2 separate regions of the Sus scrofa genome follow, and region 2 is linked to region 1. A link is a contact called in public Hi-C data. All regions are on one chromosome and are shown on one strand. Each heading gives the region's core, a stretch centred on a gene start, on an enhancer-like site or on the middle of the called end of the contact. The rest is flanking DNA. Distances are from core to core; before and after follow the strand shown. Region 1 holds the start of PRR14L (protein PRR14L). Region 2 has its middle 19 kb from the start of YWHAH.

Region 1 (7,593 bases), core at 2,496-4,995:
GCCGGTGCAGCTCCGGTGCCCTAGCTCCAGGAGCCGGTCGGCCCTCCCCAGCCACCAAGCGCTCACCTGAGAACCCGCGCTGCTCCGGTGGCTCCGCCCCTGGGTACCGCCCCCTTCCCGCCCACCCCCACCCCCCTACCCCCGGGCCGCTCTGGCCGGGCCTCCGCCTCGTCTCGGTGTCCGAGCCACTTCCCCATCCGGGGCTCGCGCCGGGGGCGGGGCTGCGCGTGTAGCTTCTTGGTCGGATTGCATGTAGTAGTTTCCCACTCGGGAGTCTGATGGCTCCCGACTGGGGAAGGGGAGTGCTTTTCCTCCCAGACGTTCCGAAGTAGATCCGAGTCCAAGAGATTCGCTTTCGACCTAGTGATTTGCGCAACAGGGCAAACTCGAATGAGTGTCCCAGGATCTGTAAACGAAGTTATGGACCTTCGCCTGGCCTCACAGGGCTACTGAGGCACAAAATAGTTTCTGGGAGAATTTTTGTAAAATGGAAAGGGCTGAGCACGTGCGACCTAGTGCGATAGCCCCTGCTGGGAAGTATCCACTTTGGGGAGGACTATTTCAAATCCTTCCAAACCCCAAGTGGCGTTCCGTGCCTGTCTGGTTCTTAATAATAGCTACCATAGCTTTCACAGACATACTTATGTAATTGTCACATCCTTTTTAGGTGGCAGAGACACTCTTATTCACAGACAGGGAACTGGCAGAGGACACGAAACAACTCTGAAGGGAGCAAGGACAGATCTTGACACTCCAGTCCAACTTGGCTCCGAAAGCTGAGCATTTAACCAGCATCCTCCCATCTCACTCCAGGGCTCATCCTAAACCGTTTTCAGTCTGAAGATCTTTCTCTTCTCAAGGAAAAAATCAGAGCTGTGTGGGCAGTGACTGAAGTTGGCCAAGGGCTCCTGGCAAGTTGCGAGCTCCAACTAACTGACCTACAGTTTTCAGAAATTCTCTGAATGTTGAAAGAAAAAAAAAGCATCGCATACCACAGAGAGACTGCTGAGTGGGTGAAGGGGGCCCCTGTAGCAAGACCCACCTGTGATTTTACTTTAGGATTCAGAAGTTAAATAACTCTTAAATAATTGTATTTTTTTAATAGTAAAGAAAACATGTAATCAGGTAGACTGCAACAGTTGCAAAAGTTTTCAGGGATAAAATGTTAAGTATAAAAGACATTTTTATGTTGCTAGTTCACCCAGATCCCCCAGGCTGTCTTCTCTGAGGCTGTTGGGCACTCCTTCCATCCCACACAGAGTTAATGGGACTCTGTCCCTGGCCCTTAGGGGAATCTGATTCCTTCTCCTGAAGGATGTTCATAGTTAACAAATATTTCAGTTTTGGCAAAAATTTGTCAAAACAAAACAAAACAAAAAACCTTAACAAGGTTTTCTTGGGGTTTTTTGGTCTTTTTAAGGCCATGGCATATGGAGGTTCCTAGGCTAGGGGTTCAATCGGAGCTGTAGCCGCTGGCCTTTGCCAGAGCCACAGCAACTCAGGATCTGAGCTGCGTCCGTGACCTACACCACAGTTCACAGCAACGCCAGATCTTTAACCCACTGAGCAAGGCCAGGGATTGAACCTGTGTCCTCACAGATTCTAGTCGTGTTTGTTAACCACTGAACCATGACGGGAGTCCTGACAAGTACTGAGATTTTAAAAAATTGTCTAAAGCTGGTCAAAGTTAGTGATGGCTGGAAGGGATAGCTACCCAGACTAGGGATCCAGTGGCCTTTATTCTGCAATAACTTATGGGATTATTTGTTTTTAGCTGCGTGGCTTTGCACAAGATATTTCTTTTTTCCTTAAATTTCTCCCCTCTCAGGTCGGAATACAAAGTGGTTGTTTTCATCCTCCCCAAGGTATTTGAGGGCCAAATGAGGTGAAGGACATGTTACATTAGATCTTTGAAATTAAAAACAAAAAATTAGAGCGCCATATAAATATAACCAAAAGCATGGATTTTATCAGGGAACTGGCTCTCCCCAACTTTTAAAGCATTGAATGATATAGATGGTGCTTCTTTGGGATCCCTTTGTGCTTAATACAGAGCTAGAAACAAGGCTGAGGCTATGGTGAGGTAGGTGAGGCTAATGAAGGCACTTGCCTTACTAAAGGCACAAAAAGTTAATGGGATGCCAGAAAACTCAGCAAGATAAACAATAATTTGATTAAAAAATAAGAATTAATACAAAAATCCACGTTTTTTAAAATAAAGACAAGATCAGTAATGGTGCTGTGCAGCCATATTAGAGCCTAAGGCAAAAGACAAACCAGTAATAATGGGTTTCTCTGATCCTCTTTTTTTTTTTTTTTGTCTTTTTCAGGGATGCACCCTCAACATATGGAGGTTCCCAGGCTAGGGGTTGAATGGGAGCTGGAGTCGTTGGCCTATGCCACAGCGGCACCAGATCTGAGCCATGTCTTTGACCTATACCACAGCTCATGGCAATGCCAGATGCTTAACCCGCTGAGTGAGGCCAGGGATGGAAGCTGTATCCTCATGGATACTAGTCAGAATTGTTTCTGCTGAGCAACGATGGGAACTCCATCAGGTCCTCTTTTGTAGGCATGTAGTTGCCTGAGAAAGAACTTGAGGACTTGGATACTGTAAACGTAGAAATATTTTAAAGTGAACTTCTAGTTAGTTCATCCTAACAGCATCTATAGTAGCCTATATTCTGGAAATATGGATTCAGCCTGTAAACAATACCGTTGGCACTTGGTTTTGTATGTCCCCAAGCCCTAACTAAAGCTTGGAAAGCCACTATGGCAGATAAAATGATACAAGTGTTGACTGGTTCAAAGACACTTTGACCAGAGAAGAGAGGATTGGAGTTCCCGTCATAGTGCAGTGGAAACGAATCCGACTAGGAACCATAAGGTTGAGGGTTCGATCCCTGGCCTTGCCTAATGGGTTAAGCATCTGGCGTTGCCATGAGCTGTAGTGTGGGCTGATGAAGCGGCTCGGATACTGCGTTGCTGAGGCTGTGGTATAGGCCAGGCAGCTGTAGTTCCGATTCGACCCCTAGCCTGGGAACCCCCATATGCCAAGGCTGTGGCCCTAAAACGCAAAAAAAAAGGGGGGGGTAGAATTATTGCCTCTTGCAAACCTCTAGCTCTCTAATCAGACAGGTTAATAACTCCAAGAAGCAACTGATTTCTGCTTAACAAAAGGTTCTGTGTCTTGGGGCGAGTTAATTGTATGCTCTGGACGTTTTCAATTTCCTCTTGAATAAACAGTCTTTTCCTTCCTTCAAATATCTGTTGAGTGTCTGCTTGTGCAAGACACTGCATTAGGTGCTGAGCATAGGTTGATGAACAAAACTAAGGCGCGAGGGACAGATAATAGAGTCAATAAATAGATGAACTGGCAGCTTCAGCTTGTGTTAAAGCTATGAAGAAATCGAAACAAGACGCTCTAAAGGAGATGGAGTAGGGGAATGGCATGATCTGAAACACTGATTCCAAGTATAAAATGATCTCTTGGGATGCCAAGGGAGAAGCCGGGAGGGCCCTGGAGTTGCAGTCATTCGGGCCGGAAAAAGGGACTGGATCACGGCGGTAACAGTGGAATCAGACGCTGACCCTGAGCTCAGCAGGAGCAGAGTTAAAAGGTGTGTTTCCCTTTAACAGTCCAGGCCTCAGGGGCGGGGCAGAGGGCGGCACAAGCTAACAGAGGGAGGGAGGTCCCACGCAGGAAGAGCCGTCCTTAGGAGTGCGCGCCCGCGCGCGCGCGGTGCGAAGGCGGGACTTGGGCGAGCCCGCATGGCTGGCCCGGGCCCGGATGAGGAAGTGCGGGGGGACCATAGAGACGAAGAGGCGGCGGCGGCCGGAGCGCCTCCGGGCTCGCGGGGCTCCGCAGGCTCAGTTAGACTTGGAGGCGTCGGGGCTGCGGCTGCAGAGGCTGGGCTGGCGGGGCGAGCGCGGGCCGCGGAGCAGGCCTCAGGGTAAGAAGCTGGGGAAGCGAAGGCTTCGGGCATATCCGCCCCGCCCCACTCCAGCTTGAGTCGACCCTCCGCCGGGCGGTGCAGGCTGAAGGGAGCCCGGGCCCCCCGCCTTCTCAGGGCGCTGAAGGGAACGCAGCTGTGCTGAGGACGCGGAGCGACCCGGGGAGAGGGAGGAGACCGGGCCCCGCGTTGCGAGAGGAAAACGGCTTCTCTGAGTCATGGCTCCGCGGGGAATGAGAGACTCCTGTTCGACCTCGATATGGCGAGGGACCCCCCAACTTCTCTCCTCCGGGAGGGCGACGCCCCTTGTCGTGGGCAAACGTGCTTCTCCTGCTCCAGTGCGCTTGTCAGCAAAGGGGGATCCGCTCCCGTGTGCGAGAGGGCGATTCCTAACTTATTTTAGGGGGGTGGGGTGGGGATCTCTCTTTTGGTCAGCGACTCCCAGGTGAGGAGACTCAACTTGCCTAAAAGTGACAGAAGGTTTTTTTTTTTACCCCCTGTAAGAGGGTGACCTACCTTTCCTCCTTATTTTTCGCCTTTACCCCGAGATACAGAGAAGACGACCCTGAATTTACTTTGTGGTGGTGGAAGTCAGCCTTTCTCCCCTCCCCCAGTCCCATCCACAGAGGGAGCCTCGCTTCTCTGCTCCCGAGTCTCTTGGTGTGTCTTGAGCTCTCTTCCCTTGCACAATGAAGAGCCCTGCGTTTGGAGTGTGATGGATGCCAGCCTGTGTCTCCCAGTTCCCATCTTTGTGACCTTGACTAATTGCTTCACCTTTTCTCAGTCACCCCATCTCTAATTTGGGTACTCTTTTCCGAGAATTGTCCTAATGGCTAAAGGAAATTTTGTGTGAGTGTGCTTAGTACGTTGTAACTTTTTGGCACATTGTTGCTATTACTGTTACTTATTTGTTTTTTAAAAAAGGTAACTAGTATCTTCCACAGAGAAACATTTTTCCATGCAGGCTCCTTCTATTCCCCTCCCCTCGCCCCCCGCCATCACTTTCTCTCAAGAGAGAAGGCTTTTCACCTGGGGCAGAGAAAGAGGCACTCCTTCTCTCTTACCTACCTTATTTCCCAAATTAACAAAGAAGGTCTCAATTAGAATAATGGCGGTGGCGGTGGGGAGAGGAGAATGTTTTTGGAAGCAGGTCTGTACTCCTAGAGGGAGATCTGTTACCAGAAGCCAGCCTTTCCTTTGTCCACAGAAACTACCATTCTTCGCTACTGGTCGGAGATGCCCTCTCTGTCTCCCTACTTGTTCTAGCAACAAAATAGCTTCCTTCTATCTCATCTGCACGGCCCCCTCTTCCAAAGACTCATCTTCCAACTACTTTCTCTTGCTTTCCCAGGAAAAATAAGACTCTATACCTTTGAGGGGAGGACTCTTTCCTGCTGTATATTTAGAGTGGCACAGATGGTTTCTTTTCTCCCCTTCTTTTGAAAAAGGAATGAAAATCTTTTATGCAGTCTTTGTCAGTAGAAGTCAGGAGCATTTTCACTGTTTCACTCCCCATGTGGAGACAGAGGGATCCTTTCCCTGCATGCTAATAAAGGGAAGAACAGGGAAGCAGTGCTTAGTGTTGTCGAGATTTCCTGTGGACTCCGTGTGGGAGAGCTGGGCCCTGTGTAGGATACCGATGTCCCTGCCCCACTTTCAGTTTGTCTAGAAATCTTGTTAAAAGAGTCTTCTTTCTCTGCTCAAGAAGAGGCCCCCTTCTCCGAATTCCCTCAGGGAGGGATTGGCTACAGTGTCCGAATCTTTGCAAAAGAAAGCCCCTTTCTCAAGGTGAAAGGAGTGTGAACTTCTGAAGGCCTGACCATTATTGTGAGTATTGTCCCTTGACACAAGTGGGGCAGTGCCTGGTGTTGTTATGCTGCCTTTCATTAAGAGCAGCCCCTTAGCTTTGGAATTAAAGGGAAGGGAGACCTCCACACTTGGGATTATTGAGGCATATGGTTTTTTGTTCTGCTGATTTCTTTGATTTTTTTTTCTTTTTTTGCTTACTGCTGTAAACTTTGTACTCTCAGAACTTGGGGGGTTCAGAGTCTTGGGGAGTGTTAAATTGACTAAAGTAGAAGTTGCCCCTTTGTCAGGTTTTTAGTATTAGAAAATGTATTATAATGAGGCTGAAAGCTGCAATGTTAATCTTTCACTGGTAGTTTCCCCCACCCTCCTCTTGGCTTTTGTTATTCACTGGGATAGGAATTAACACTTCCAAATTGCCCCAAGACACACTAAAGAATAGCTTTCTATCCTTTTCGTATTTAAAGTGTTCTTAAATTACCTCATTTGCCCCTGAGTACTTGCGGTGGGGATTAGTCTGAGCTCTGTGCTGCTGTTGGTGTTAGTAGGTGTGTTTTGCTGAAACAAAGTGAAGTAGGAAAGTTATTTAGACTCTGGGGATTTTTATGGGTAGCAGGATGCTTTGAGATTATTTTGTTTAATTTATCTGTTTTACATGTGAAAAACAAGCCCAAGAAAGTTCAATGACACTTGCAAGGCTGTGACGCTATTGAGAAGCAGGATAGGGACCCTGGTCTCCCAGCACGGATTCTGCACCTGAAATAGAAGATTGGGAGGTGATTGTTCTCAATTCAAAAGGAATTTTTCTTTTATTGGAATAATTGCACTGCATACTCTCTATAAATGTTAGCCTTCCCCCCCCCAGGGACATATCCATCCCCTACACAATCTAGTTCATATTTGTGTCAATGGAAGAGATAACAAGCCAGTAACAGCTGGGAAGAGCTTGTGAATCTATGGGTTGTTTTTTGCTTATACCTCAAACTAGGTAATTATCTGGTATCCTCATCCAGTAGATCATTAGTAAGGATTAAGCCATAAATCCCTGTCTACATTTTATAAGCACGTGTTACTCACTTTTCCCTCTTACTTCATGTTTAACATTTTAATATAAAAACTTCAGTTTTTTAAATCATTTAAAATTGCTCTGTTATGTTCAGAAATTTAATTTTTCTTTTTGTTTTTTTAATGGCTGCACCTGCCACATATGGACGTTCCTGGGCAGGGATTAAATCTGAGTCACAGCTGCAGCAATGCCGTATCCTTTAACCCACTGCACTGGGCCAGGGATCAAACCCACACTTCCTCAGCAACCCAAGCCGCTGTAGTCAGCTTCTTAACCTTCTCTTCCGCGGTGGGGATGCCTCAGAAATTTAGTTTTAAAGAACTCGAATGGTAAAACTCTATCCTGTTTCTGAGGTCTTCTGGCATTACTTGTATCTCCATGGTGAAAATGGAGTGGAGAGTTTATGATTCGAGCTAGTGAGCTGAGAATAATTGCAAACTGCTACTCCAGGCCTGCATCTAAATATTACTTCATCTCTAAGGGTTCCAGCTGAGGCACTTGGCTGTTCTTGGTGACTCAACTGCACATACTGCTGAGAAAGTTAAGCACCCAGAATTGGGTTGGGAGGAAAAGGAGACAGTGTGCCCAGTTGTTTTCACATGTTGAAAAGTTGGAATTATGTCTCTGCCAAATAAAATTTTCAAGATATGGTGGCTTTCTGGTGATAGGCTTTTGTAAATTGGGAGTGTTATCTTTTGGTGGCCAAAGCTTTTGGTGACAATTCCATTTTGGTCAATGCCAATTTACAGCATAGATGGAGGCATAGGA
Region 2 (7,593 bases), core at 3,699-6,198, 140 kb before region 1:
CCCCGTAGGGCCGAGGCTTGGCCCCTCCCTCCCCTGGGCGGCAGAGCCCCTCCCCGCCCAGTCCCCAGAAGCCACGCGGCGCCCGGAGGGCGGTTCCGTTCTGGAGACCCCGCCCTCCGGACCGAACCTCAGCCACCAGCTCTAGGCCGCAGGCCCGACCCATCCCAGCCGTGGCCGGTCGAAGCGCCACCGCGTCCCGGGGACGATTCTCCTTCCCCGCAATGTCCAGCCGCGGGTGCCGCTCTCCCGTCACCCAAGCCGGGGAGGGGCGGAAGAATGCCGGGTCTCCCCTGGGCGCAGGTCGGCCGCCGCCTTGGGGAAGCCGCCGGCTCACCCCGGGGCCCCGCACTCCCACCCACGTCCAAGAAGACGCGGGGACCGCGAGGCCCCGGCCGGACCACCCAGGACCGCCCCTCCGCCCCGCCCGCCAGGGTCCCGCCTCTGCCGCCTCCCCTCCCCAAGGGGCCGACGACCCCTAGGGAGACTCAGGCCTGGGCACCTGCTTCCTCCCCGTCCCCACAGACCCTCCTCGACAGGGCGGCAGGGCCTCGAGGTGGAGAAACTGCGGGACCAACTGACGTGTGACCTGGCCGACCTGCGGACCGGCCGGCTGACAAGGTTGACAGGCTTACTGGACTGGCCCACGGGACTGACCTGACTGACTGGAGGGCTGACTAGATTAAATGTCAGGTTGGCGGCTGCGGGTGTTGCCGCGGCCTCTCAGCCTCGGCGCCCCGCCTCCCACTCACTTAACGCCAACTCACCCACCACGGGCGGGTTCCTAAACCAAAACGCGCTGAGCTTGGCGGCCATGACTTCTTTCAGAGACGGGACTGCAGCCCTTAAGCTGCGCGCTCTCCGCCTGGTGGCTGCGCCTGGAATGGAGGGGCGGGGTGGGGGCGGGGTAAGGGGCAGTTGTGGGCGGGGGCAAGAAGAGGGGCCGGGCGGAGGGCGGGGCTGAGATGAGGGCGTGTATGTTTGGGGCGCGGTCTGTGGCGAGAGGCGGGGCTACAGGTGGAGCGTGGAGGGGCGGAACCTTCCAGGTGCTGGACTTCACTTCGGTCTTCGCTTCGGTCTTCGTTTGTTCCCTGGGCCTTCCCCTCCCCAGGCGGGGGTTGCGGGCCCCTCAGCCGCGCTTCAGACCTGTCAAGTGACCTGACTGGGAGACGTTCCCGGCTTCCTTAGTCCACAGGCAGCCTGGGCCTCCCGGTTGCGGCGGGGGACTGCGGGACCCTTCGGGGCCAGGCCCGCGCTGAGCTCCGCGGGCTGGAAACCTCAACACCCTCGGACCGCAGAAATCCTGGAAGACTCTTCAACAAACAGCCTGGGTGACCTGAGTGAGCAGGTGGAACAAGGCCTGCTCTGTTACTGGACCCAGAATCGTTCCTCTCCCCCACATGCTCCCTCTCCTCATCCCGCTGGAACCTGCCCAGCTTGCCTGCAAACTCACCTGCCTTACGGAGGCCCTGCCCCGAGCGTGGCGGACACTGGTGAACCCTAGGTGGCAGCAAAGGCCGGAGAAAGTATCCCAGAACGGTCCGTCCCTTCTTCCCTAATTCCGGAAAGGCCTGGAAGAATAGACCCACTTCACAGAGAACTGAAGTCTAGAGCGGCAGGATCGTGCTCACAGCCCTCAGCGATTTTGAACTCTGACTTCTGCCCCAGGACAAGAGACAAAGCAGAGGGACAGGCTAACAGGGAGGGTCCAGAGACCTGTCATCCCAACCTTGTGACCGAAGGGGTCATCTCATCTCTCTGAGGCTGTTTCTTTACCTGTAGCATTAGGGATGAGAAGGGCACCTGTTTCACAGAACGTTTTGAGGATTAACTGATACACTATAGGGAAATCACTTGGCACAGTGCCTGACACACGGTAAGTGCTCAGTAAATACTCACAAATTTGCACAGCAGCATCCCGCAGGCCTCCAGGACCATGTCTAGCAGCTGTCGAAGTGTGATGGTCTTTTTTAATATGTCCACTTGGCTAGGTTACAGTCCCAGTTATGCAATCAAACACTAACCTAGATGTTGTGATGAAGATATTGTGTAGATGCAATTAAATTACATTTTGTAGATGCAATTAAATCAATTGACTTCAAGGGAGATTATCCTAGATAATCTGGATGGGTCTGATTTAATCAGAGGGAAGGCCTTAAGAACAGAGCTAAGGCTTCCCTTGAGGAAGAAGAAATTCTGCCTGTGAACAGCACCTCCTGCTCTTGGCAGGAGTTCCATCCTGCACCTAGTGGTTTCAGACTTGCCTAACCAGCCCCACACTAGCATAAATCAACTCTTTGCAGTAAATCAGTTCCTACTGATACCATTTCTCTGGTTAAACCCTTACTAATACACAGAGGAAACAAGGTGTGTATGTGGGTGGGTGGGTGTGTGTTGGGATCACAGGGCCCAATCCTCATGTTCACACACTCCTTTTTAGTCTCAGGATAGCCTGTGCCTTTAGGGTCCTTTAGGGAGTTTGGAGGCTAAAACAAAACCATGGCTGTTTAGTGGCAGTGCTGGAGGTCAGGCTAAGAGGTGGATGGAGGTAGGAGGGCCCCAGTGCAGGCCTCTTACTCCTTTTCACCACCCCTGCCCCCAGGCTGCAACCTCATGGATATGACCTACTTTTTCTGTAATCCTCTTTTCCCAAGGGAGGCCAGGCTGATCCTCCTCCCCCTGCAGCAGGCACAGGATTGGAAGGAGGGGTACAAACCATGCTATCTCCCCAGGAGCCAGCTGGTGAGAAGGAGGCTTCTCCCTCAGACACCAGCCGGTCCTCGTGTCCCTGCCCCTGCCTCTCCTGCCTCCATCCCACGAGCCGTGTGTCACGCAGACACCTACACTTCTGCCCTCCTGCCCTAATCCCAGCAGCCACTAACATCCCTCAACCCCAGTCTACACTGAAGCGCCGTGCCGAGCGCTTTACTGACTTCATTCAGCCTCAGCACAAACCCATGGGGCAGGAATTCCTACTGTCATTATCCCCACCTTACAGAGGGGGATGCTGAGGCACAGAGCTTCTTCTTCCTGGGAAGAACAGCCCCAGGTGGGACCCACAAGTTCATCTGAGAACACGTGTGGTGAAAAGAACGGGGCCTCAATGGTGAGACACTGTGGAGCCGAGGGATCTCATTCCTTCACAGACCCTCTGTTCTCGCTTCAGCACAGGTAGCAGTGGTGAAGATGAAGGGTGTGGCCAGCCTGAAGGCACTTTACTTCATTTCCTTCCCTCCTTCTTCCACCAGGAAACTGGAGAGGCTGTGGAACATGGTCTGGGGGGAAGGGGATGGGCTCAAGTCAGCCCGCCTGAGTCTGAGGCCTTGTGTAGCCACTTGTGACAGTGAGGCCTTCAGCAAGTTCTGGAACCTATCGGAGCCTCAGTTTCCCCATCTGTGAGATGGGCCAGTGAGGAACTCCCACACAGGGCCCTGTGGGGACAGTGAAGCAGCGCTGGCATAGGCCTCAGGCCTGCAGCCTGTTCTCCCCACTTTGGTTACATGGTTGGTGAAAGTGAAGGCCCATGTCATAGACAGAGATGGTCATTTACTGCTCAGCAGACATGGCCTCCCACCCCCTAAAACCAAACCATACTGAAGCCTGCTTCTCCCAGGACGCAGCATAAAGGAGCCGCTCATTTTAAAGGCTGCCCCGGCCCCTGCCTGGGCACCTCCTGAATTGTCCCACCCTGGGCTCTTCTCTGGCTTACCTTAATCCCAGCCCTGCAGAGACATCACTCCCCATCCCAAGGCCCCCAAGCCATCCCAGGTGTCACCCTTCCTGACCTTCACCCCGTGTCTAGTCCTCCAGCAAATCCTGCCAGCTCTGCCTCCCAAATATATGCACATATATGGACTCATCATCCATCTCACAGTCACAACCCAAACCCAGCTCCCTGCCCCAAATATCCCTCCTGGGCAGACTGCTCTCCACTCTGCCCCACATAGCAGCCTGAAGGGGTGGTTAAGATGCAAACAGGATCATGTCTCCCATTGCTATAAACACTTCCATGGGGCTGCCCAGTGCTCTGGCCTCTGAGGCCAGGGGAGGCCTGGTCCCCACCACCTCTCCATGCTCATTTCCCACAGTCTCCCTCCTGCTCTGCAACTGGCCACCAGCCTCCCTTCAGTTCCTGGTTTCCCGGTGTTCTGCATACTCCCTTTGCAGATGCTATTCCCTCTGCCAACCAGACTTCTCCCCACACTACACCACCACCCCCTACTAACACCCTCCTGCCCAGGCTGCTTCGGGTACTTTGGTTAAACACACCCCTGGCTCTCTGTGCCTTCCCTTCTGAACCCTGCACTCGGACTGCACCACAGCAGTCATCAGATGATTGAGGGATTACCTCAATCCCACCACAAGCACACACACACGTACACATTTGACTGTGAGCTCCATTAGGCCAGGACCTGAGCTAGTTCTGTCACTGTGGCATCTCTGGTGCCTGCACATGGAAGAGCAGAGTCCATGCTTATGGGATGAGCCACAGGAGAAGGAGTGAGGTTCAGCACCTGCCTGGCTGTGGGTGGGGACCGCATGCCCTGGTTTGCTTAGGGAGGCCCAGTTTTCACTTGTCATCTGGAATAGTAATAGGGATGCCTTCATTCACTCTCAAGTGTCCCAATTTGGTGACATATTAAATGGTCAGCCTAGTTATCGGAAAGAAGGGGTTCACCCCAGAACATCTGTTCATTACTGCTCCAAGTTGGTTTCCCACTTTTCCCTTACAAGCCCAAAGCTTTTTCCTCTTGTTCTTGAGACCTTTTTCTAATATTCTCCCTATACTGCCCTCAAGGCCCCAGAAATACCTAAGAATTCTATTTGCCCATTTTACTGCAGAACTGTCCTCCTGGAGCATTGCCATGGTGATCAAATGATGTCACTGCCCTAGAAACAGTTGCCTAGGAGATGAGTGATGTCACTTCCAGGAGATGATTACCATGGAAACCCTCTTGCTGGAACTAGGGGGTGGTCAGGAAAGTGAAGGGGGTGGAGGGCGGATGCAGAAGGGACAAATGTGAAGGGCGGAAGGAAAAGGGAGGGGGGAGAGCAGGAAGAAGGCCAGGAAGAGGATGGGAGCCATCCCAGAGCAGTCGAAAATAACACAGAACCACAGAATCTCTGAAATGGAAAGTCCCCCAGAGATAACCCCAAGCATCTGCCTTGTTTTTAGAGGCTGCTGAGAGGTCAGGACATGCTCAAAGTCACACTGCCAGTTTACGGGTGATGTTAAAACCAACCCCAAGGCCTCATGACCATGATTTCTTCTGTGGCTCATTCGTGGGTTTGGATGTGGAAATGAAGGATTCCTTTCGGTCATTTCTTTTTTCAAAATTCTGGCCTGAGAGCAGTCATTTATTCATGAATTCAGTAAATTCTTATTGTGGGCTGGGCCCTGAGAAGAACCTGAATAACATTTTCAAAGTTACTGTATTGTTCTGTATTTTTATTGTATCCCCCATTGGTGTTAGCCCCCCCAGACAGGTAACTCACCAAGGTGTCCACTCCCAGCACCCTGCACAGAGCATGCCACACAGTAGGAGCTCAACTTGTTTGTTGACTGAAGATGGGAGATAAATGTCATCATGTGGTTTAGACCAACAGTACAGGAGCCCAGAGAGGGGCTCACAGCAGCTGGCAGGAAGGTAGGGTTTCCTAGATAGAACTTGAATAGGCCCAGAGCAGAAAACCATTCCAGAAGAAAGAGTAATGACCTGAGCCAAAGTGAGAGAGAGGCTGAATGAGTTGGGTCCAGCTGGGGAGTGCCGGGGCCAGCTCAGCAGGATGGGGCTGAAGAACGGGTGCTGTGGAACTTAGGGAAAAATAGTTAACATAAAACAAGACACAGAGACATTTATCTTAAGTAAAGGTGGGAGCCAGGGACTCAAGGTCTCAGGGACCAAGAGCGCGGGACTCAAGGTCTCAGGGACCAAGAGCGCCGGGAACTCCAGATCTCAGGGACCAAGAGCCCTGCCTCAAGAAACCACACTGCTTTTATTGTGAGATCAAGTGAGGAGTGGCTATGGGTGGATCATACAGGGTTTACTATTATATAAGTTCTTTTACTATTTAAAAAGCCACTTAGGTGGTAAAGGGTTAAGCTCTTACTCTGACCTCTAGGCACATAACAGTTCTTAAGCTTAAGTCACTTATGCCTTTAGGTCTTTGCTCTTAAGCTTAAGTCATTTACCAGCACTGTGACTGTTTTTCCAAGAAGGAAGATGGGATAAAGTAAAGAAGGACAAGATGGAGTTTTCAAGGAAACATGTCTTGCAACAGGGAAGAGATTTCAATCAGTGATGCTTGGAGTTTCTGTTATGGTTCAGTGGCTTAAGAAGCCGACTAGTATCCATAAGGATGAGGGTTCAATCCCTGGCCACGTTTAGTGGGTTAAGGATCTGGCATTGCCATGGCTGTGGTGTAGGCCGGCAGCTGCAGCTCCCATTCGACCCCCAACCTGGGAACTTCTGTATGTCGTAGGTAGGGCCTAAAAACAAAACAAAACAAGAAATCAGTTGGTGATGCTTTGGTCCACCTCTTAAGTCATCCTGTAGGTGTTGCCCTACAGACACCTCCCCTTCTGGTGGTAAAAGGAGCTCCAAGCATTGTTGGGGAAAAGCATCAAGGTCCATGTCACTGGATATGCCTGAGGGTGGGGTGGGGCAGCAAATAAAAAAGACTGAGGTGACTGAAGAGGCAAATGTAAAAAGAGGTAACAGAGAAGTGGGCTGGAGGAAGGAAGAAGTCCCATTGAGGGAGACCTGGACTGTCAGGCTTTCAGCCTCTGCCTGAAGGTGACATGTTCATGACAAGAACAAGGGCCTTGGAGTCCCACACTCTCTGCTACTTCCAGCTGTGTGACCACGTGAAAGTAACTTTTCCTCTCAGAGCCTCTCTATTGGGGCTCAGCCTAGATCACAGGAATGTTAGCTTTGAATTAAAATGCATGTAAAGCCCACTTTGCAGGTGACCGCTGAGTCACCCTCAAAAGGCAATTGGCAAATGTCATTTTCCCTCTCCTTCCTGGTACAGCCTCTGCCATTCAGAACAGCATAGGAGCTGGACTTTGGGAAAATGAACTTGCCAGTGGATTCCTGTGTCTTTAGTTCACTCACCCTTTTGCTTTGCTTGGTGCCATAGGGGCCCATGGTCCAGTGAAGGTGGAAGAGAGAGGTGCTGGATAACTTGGAATGATAACGTAAAGACTGACCCACAACCATCGGGTGGGAGGCTTCAATCAGATCAGAGGTTTCATAAATAGACGCCTTCAATAGACCTTGAAGAAATGATGTGATTTGGGTAGGATCAGAGATTGGAAAGGACAGAGACCAGAGAAGCAGAGGGGCTAGCTATTTTTATAACTTTTCTAGAACTCCTTTTCTCCATGGTGTGATGGGAAAAACCTTGAGGTAGGACTGGCCCAGTTTTATCTCCATGTTATCTCTTACCAGCTATGTATCTCATACCACATGATACCTCATTTTCTCATCTGTTAAAAATATTTTCAGGGAGTTCCCGTCGTGGCTCAGTGGAAAGGAATCTGACTAGGAACCATGAGGTTGCGGGTTTGATCCCTGGCCTCACTCAGTGGGT

What was found. A called contact is a pair of places that touch in the nucleus more often than the background predicts.
Region 2: a contact with region 1 is called in a Hi-C map of embryonic fibroblasts, with 2.5 times the contacts expected there. The contact joins the enhancer-like site here to the promoter of PRR14L in region 1. A contact is called at or near these places in 1 of 5 promoter capture datasets (liver), 11 of 47 Hi-C or Micro-C datasets (blood, brain, embryonic fibroblasts and 5 more) and 2 of 2 datasets of contacts at active chromatin or transcription factors (alveolar macrophages and skeletal muscle).

Annotation. Positions count from the first base shown.
Region 1 is chr14:48,414,392-48,421,984 of Sscrofa11.1, reverse strand. It overlaps PRR14L (protein PRR14L), which reads left to right and starts at 3,745. Exons shown (of 8, transcript XM_021073914.1): 1 at 3,745-3,953. It overlaps DEPDC5 (DEP domain-containing protein 5), which reads right to left and starts at 197. Exons shown (of 42, transcript XM_013983091.2): 1 at 67-197.
Region 2 is chr14:48,559,681-48,567,273 of Sscrofa11.1, reverse strand. It overlaps a transcript of SLC5A1 not described here. Among named protein-coding and RNA genes, the nearest start is that of YWHAH, 19 kb to the right of the region's middle. Within about 2 kb of position 4,948, at least 12 of the 83 cell types and tissues checked have an H3K27ac peak or open chromatin away from gene starts, as enhancers often do. A contact at or near this core is called in embryonic fibroblasts, liver and retroperitoneal adipose tissue, where this site is marked.